Regions from separate parts of the Sus scrofa genome. Here region 1 is linked to region 2. Evidence: chromatin contacts called from public Hi-C data. All regions are on one chromosome and are shown on one strand. Each heading gives the region's core, a stretch centred on a gene start, on an enhancer-like site or on the middle of the called end of the contact. The rest is flanking DNA. Distances are from core to core; before and after follow the strand shown.

The links. Hi-C and Micro-C count contacts between places; a contact is called where the count stands out from the background.
Region 1: a contact with region 2 is called in a Hi-C map of skeletal muscle, with 3 times the contacts expected there. The contact joins the promoter of RBM33 here to the enhancer-like site in region 2. A contact is called at or near these places in 2 of 5 promoter capture datasets (fetal liver and liver), 26 of 47 Hi-C or Micro-C datasets (adipose tissue, alveolar macrophages, blood and 14 more) and 2 of 2 datasets of contacts at active chromatin or transcription factors (alveolar macrophages and skeletal muscle).

The regions. Positions count from the first base shown.
Region 1 is chr18:2,674,745-2,677,655 of Sscrofa11.1, reverse strand. It overlaps RBM33 (RNA-binding protein 33), which reads left to right and starts at 1,452. Exons shown (of 20, transcript XM_021079037.1): 1 at 1,452-1,597. The coding sequence starts at 1,555.
Region 2 is chr18:2,585,810-2,588,776 of Sscrofa11.1, reverse strand. All of the region lies in intron 16 of RBM33 (RNA-binding protein 33), which reads left to right. Among named protein-coding and RNA genes, the nearest start is that of SHH, 41 kb to the right of the region's middle. Within about 2 kb of position 1,401, at least 1 of the 83 cell types and tissues checked has an H3K27ac peak or open chromatin away from gene starts, as enhancers often do. A contact at or near this core is called in skeletal muscle, where this site is marked.

The DNA of each region.
Region 1 (2,911 bases), core at 203-2,702, 89 kb before region 2:
AGGCTAGGGGTCTAATTGGAGCTGTAGCTGCTAGCCTACGCCAGAGCCACAGCAACGCCAGATCCGAGCTGCATCTGCGACCTACACCACAGCTCATGGCAACACCAGATCCTTAATCCGGCCAGGGATCGAACCCAAAACCTCATGGTTCCTAGTCAGTTTCCTTTTCGATGTCCCACGACAGGAACTCCGGTCATGCCTTTTCTTCTTCAGTCTGAAACACGTCCTCTGGTTTGGCTTTCATAATTTTGACACTCGAAGATTAAAGGCCAACTGTTTTGTGGTATGTCCCCCATTTTTTTGGTCCTTACTTTTTCGAGATTAGACTCAGTGAGGTATCTGTGACAGGATTTTATCACAGAAGCGATGCTGTTTCTTCTTACTGCATCCTTTCCGGTGGCACACAATTCAGATTTACCCCATTCCTGAAAATTTTTACTTCCTTCAGTTAAGGTGTTTCAGAGGCTTTTCCACCTGAAATTATTCTTTTCCACTAACAGTGCAGCGCTCCCCTGTGCCACTTGCAATTCTGGAATCCTAAGAAGTCCTTTGACACCTCCGAGCCAAGGTCTTTGCTCAGCCTTCTCTTTCCACCCTTTCCTTTCCCCATAAGCCCTACATTCATTGTTACTGAAGCAACCTTTGCAGCTTGCGTGTTCTTAAAGGCCTCATTACATCCGCACCGGTCTTCCCCGTCCCCAACTGCCAACAAGTCAGAAGTCGCCTTCGGATGCCTGATCCCAAGCATCCCTCAGCCTTCTACAACTCTTATCTCCCAGGACCCTTCCCTTAAGGTCACTTGTTAGCATCCCGCTGTGGACAAGTCTTGCGGCTCAAACGCTACCTCTCGCGCACATGTCGCTACGGCGGCCGTTCCGGCCGCACCCGCTCAGCGCACCTGCCTCCGCCGCAGACCCCCCAGTGCGCATGCCCGGCACCACCCCCACGGCGTGCTCGTCCCCGCTGTCAGCCCGCAGCGCAGTTTACTCCGCCCCCCGCCGCGCGCCGCACAGTCCAGACACAGAAAGCAAGCTCCGGCCCCATTACCGGGCGCGGGATCTCCTCCCTCACTCTTCCAACGGGACCTCCGCCGGCCGTAAAGCTCGGCGCCAACTGCTGCAAAGCGACTCACGACAGAGCCCGGGGCCGAACTACGGCGGGCCGCCGCCCCCGCCCCCTTCAAACATTGGGGTTTCTGGAGCGGAACGAGGCGGCCGCTGGTGTGTTTGCCTTCCGCCCTCGGCCTGCGTCCCTCGGAGGCGGCTCGGAGCCGCCGCGGCCTGCAGGGGAGGCCCCGCGCCGGTGCCTCCCGGCCGCCATCATCCCGGCGTGCACCTCGGCGGCGGGCCGAGCCGGCGGCCATGTTGCGATAGTTTGTTGTTTTCTTCCTGCGGAGGAGCAGGCCGGAGGGGCCCGCGACCCGCCGGCCGCGCCGCCCCCCGCGCCCCCGGCCCGGCCCGCCGCCCCGGCCCGCCGCCCCCCGTCCTCCCTGCGCGTCCCCGGGCCCCGGCTGGCTTGGTGGGGCGAGGCTGAAGGCCGGGCCCAGTGCACACCATGGCGACCGCCCTGGGAGCGGGCGGAGGAGCCGGCGCCGGAGGTAAGGGAGGCGGCGCCGCGCGGGAGGCGGCTGTGGCGGTGGGGGTTCCGGGGGCCGCTCCTGGCCGTCGGGGGTCTGGTCCCCTGAGAGGCGGGCGGGGGTCGGGCCTCGGCGTGCCCGCCGCCCTGGCGTCGCCAAGCGCCAGGCCCACCGGAGGCGGGGCGCCGGCCTGGGTGGGGGGCAGCTGTGGCCCCGGGAGGGTGGTCCCGACGGTTCCGGGAGGTTTCCAGGCCGGTGCCGCAACCGGGCCAGACCGAGGACGGGTTCTGAGAGAGCGGTCTCCGCGAGCTGCTCTCGTGCTCTGGGAGCTCCTCAGTCGTGGGGTACGAGCCCACTAGTGCTGGGTTATCAGCACCTTGCAGACGTGGGAACCGGACCGAAGAGGTTTAGATACCGGTGCAGTGCCTTTGGGTGTTTCCTTCGTTGTCCAAGCGTAGATGAGTTCGAGAGGGTACTTAGTGAAAACACATTTCAGGTAAAATCACTTTTTGGTTGGAACCCCATTTTGTGGATGGAGGGCTTTTTTTTTTTTTTTTTTTTTTAATAATGGGAAAAAAAACCCACTTGAAAGTGACTTGTATGACTGTTCGAAAACTTTGATGAAGGAGCCCCTTAGATGATGAAAGTATGAACCGCGACAGCATTTGAGGTTGTTTTCGTTATTGAGACGTGTAACCATCCTTTTGTGTATTTTTTTTTTTTTTTTAGTGATGCTTGCTTATGAGCACGTTGCCATAGTCCTGCCTAGGACTTTGAGACGCTGCTTTGGCAAAATGAGACCAAACGCAGCAATGTCGCTCCTGGCAGTACGATTTGGTGTAGACTTTTTATTTATTTATTTATTTTTTGGTCAGATGACTTTTGCGTGTTAGAGCTGAAGCTTTCCAGTTAAAGTTTGAAAAGATGTGTTCTTTTCTTAGTTGGTTGCTTTCTGGCGGTCAAAGTCGTGGTTTTGTATCCTTGTCACAGTATAGTCTGGAAACTCCTGGGTCAGGACTGGTTTCATTAATGCTAAGGTTATTTGCATGTTTCACCCCTCTGAGCATCGAGGAGTTTTCCCGAGGCTGTGTGACACGTGAACGCTTTGTCGTGTAGACGGGTGAGGGAATGTGTTCTTATGTTTTCATGTTTCTCATTTTTACTTTCGAAGGAAGCAAATGTCAGTGAATGCAGTCCACAGAAACAGAAGCTTTTTGGCGGCCTCAGTAAATCTGAGTCCAGAAAGTTTGGGAATTGCTATTTTAGGGGGTTAGGTAGGCTTGATCCTTTGTGATTTTTCCCTAGTGCCTGGTTTCCCATCGCTCTTAGTCTAAA
Region 2 (2,967 bases), core at 152-2,651:
CCTAAGAAGACAAAAAAAAAGAAAAGAAAAATAAAAAAGAAAAATAGTGTTGATGCAGGGGGGGCGCCCGGAGGGGCCCAGCACAGGTGGGCCTGGAGGCATCTCTCAAGGACCCCTCCCAAGAGCTGGAGCCTTGTCGCTCAGTGCTGGAAAGTCGGCTCTTCTGAGCTGCTCATCCAGGGCTGGCTTCCTGCTGTCCAGAACGGGGGGCTTCAGCCCTGCATGGGGGCTCTGGCCTGGTGAGCCACAGTCTCACGTGTAGCAGTCCTTTCCTTTCTAGATGGGTAGGTCTGTGCTGTAGAGGTTGGAGAATCCTGGGGTATCAGATCCCCTCAGAGCCAGGGGGCTTCGGTTTGTTTTTCCAAAGGCTGAGAGTCATTTGGCTTTTAAAAGATTTCCCCAAGAGTTTCCTGATGGCTCAACAGGTTAAGGATCCAGCGTGTTTGCTGCTGTGGCTCGGGTCACTGCTGTGGCACAGGTTCAGGCCCAGGACTTTCCATAGGCCGTGGGCACAGGCCTTGCCCCCCCACTTTTTTTTTCCCTAGAGAGAGTTCCTGCTGTGGTGCAGTGGGTTAGGAATCCGACTGCAGCAGCTTGGGTGCTGCAGAAGCACAGGTTCTATCCTGGGACTGCTGCAGCTACAGTGCAGTTTGCAGCTGCAGCTCAGATTCCTGGCCCCGGGAACTTCTCTAGGCCACGGGTGCAGCCTTTAAAGAAAAAAAAAGGTTTTCCCAAACCTCGCTCATCTCTGAAAGGTAGCATGGTAAGAGAGCACACCTGAATAATGGTACCGTGTTACAACCATAAGGCAAAAATCAAATGGACCTGCCAGTTGAATCCCTTTTTTCCCTCCCAGGAAGCCCATTTACAAGGTCCCTTTAACCTCGCGGATTTTGTTTCATTTCAACCCATGTGGCCCCATTGCTGGAGTTTTACAGGAAACATTTTAGATCCGAGGGCCTGCTTACATGGTTTGCATGTTGCCGTGTGTAAGGGTAATTACTGCAGGAAATAGATGCACATGGCGAGTGTGGAATGTTCTTGCCTCGTGTCATGTTGCAGCAGTTTAATTCAGGACCTGACCTAGGAGCCTGGATAAGAATGCTGTTAACCAGTTTGTGTTCTTTCGCCTTTTTTCCTTTAAATGGTAGTCTCAAAGACAGAATAGAGCCTTCAGTGTGTGTCTTCAGGAACGTCATACAGCATGCATATCATTTGTTGCCCAGATTCGGAGTGAGCTTTCTAAAGATCCCAGGGCTGGGCCCAGCATTGTTGTGCTTAATAGAAACCTGTTCGGTGCGGTCTGGGGGCCGGAAGATGGGCAGCAGCGGCGTGACAGTGAGGTAGCCCTTATCGAAGGAGAATTCCTAAGAGGCTGCCCCGGGACCCTAGCCGCTGTCCTTCTGTGATCCCGACAATGTTATCTGTCCTCTCAGTGCGCAGGATCAGATGTCTGTCATGAGTGCAGAAATTAATTTAATGTCACCTGAAGACATGCAATTAATCTTTCAGAGGCTTTCATAATACCTTTACAGAAAGAGTTGCCAGTTTGGCGGATTTGGATTTTGGGGTTTAGAAGAAGATAAGGAAAATTAATTTTTCATCAGGGTTAATACAAGCTAGCAGGGCCACAAAGGCTGGGAAAAATGATTGGGGAATTTGTCAAGTGTTGTCACTCTAGAATAATGCCGCTTAACGTCTGATAGGTGTAATCAAGAGTGGAGATTTCTATAGAGAGGGATTAATCAATTTGCTCACTGGTGAATGCGAGTCTCTGATGTCACTTCTTCGTGGGGTTAAGAATGAAAATAAGATTTGATCTGTCAAATTGCAGGACGCCCTGACAGTATCAATAGGCATTTTTATCTACACATTTAAACCATTTGTAATAAATAAATTTGTCCTGCTAATGTTGGTGGCTATAGACCTCATTTTTTGTAAAGATTAAGCTGATAAAAAGTATTCCCTAGGCTTACTTAATTCAGGAAGTGCCTCTTATAGTTAAGAAAAACTATTCTCAAAAGACATTTTTATAGTATTAATTAAGAGATAATCATTTGTGAAATAACCCACCAAACTATTTAAAGTTTGGCCTAGGACAGGCCAGACTTCTTTCTCCTCATCTGTTTTGGAGGAAGTAAAAGATGCTTAAAATCACGTCCACGTCCACTGCCGCATCCAAAGGACTCACCCTAGAGAAATTCACTTTCAGAGTGAATTTCCTTTCTTGAAGTGGAACGTAATCTGCCATCCACAGATGACTAGTTATCTCCTTACGTTAAGGTAGTAGGTTTGTGAAAGTCTTAGTTAGAATCGACAGTATTTGAAATTTGCATAGCTGAGGGCTGCCGATTTGGGGACCGCTGTCCGTGCTGTAACTGCATGTGCACGTGGAAGAGGACTCCTGAAGAAACAGGAGTGGGTTCTCTTTGGCTCGATTCGCGTTCACCTTGTGTCTGTGTCTGTGTGTGTGTGCAGGGGAACAAAACATGCTTCCGGCCAAGCCCAGAAATTAATAGCTAGACTGTTTCCTAGTGGTAACCGGAATAACCCTGGGGTTTATAGTTTCTCCCAAGAATTAGCTTTTCATTGTGCTAATTTGAAAGAAAATAATTGTTCTCTCAATTAAAAAAAAAAGTTGGTTTTTTCTTAAAAAATACAATGACAGGGAGTTCCTCTTGTGGCTCAGCAGAAACGAATCTGACTAGCATCCATGAGGACGCAGGTTCGATCCCTGGTCTCACTCGGTGGGTCAAGGATCTGCCGTTGCCGTGAGCTGTGGTGTACGTCACTGACATGGCTTGGATCTGATGTTGCTCTGGCTGTGGTGTAGGCGGGCAGCTGCAGCTCCGATTCGACCCCTAGCCTGGGAACCTCCATATGCAAGGGTGTGCCCCTTAAAAAAAAAAAAAAGACCAAAAAAACAAAAACAAATGCAATAAAATGTTAGATATATTTAAGCCCTGG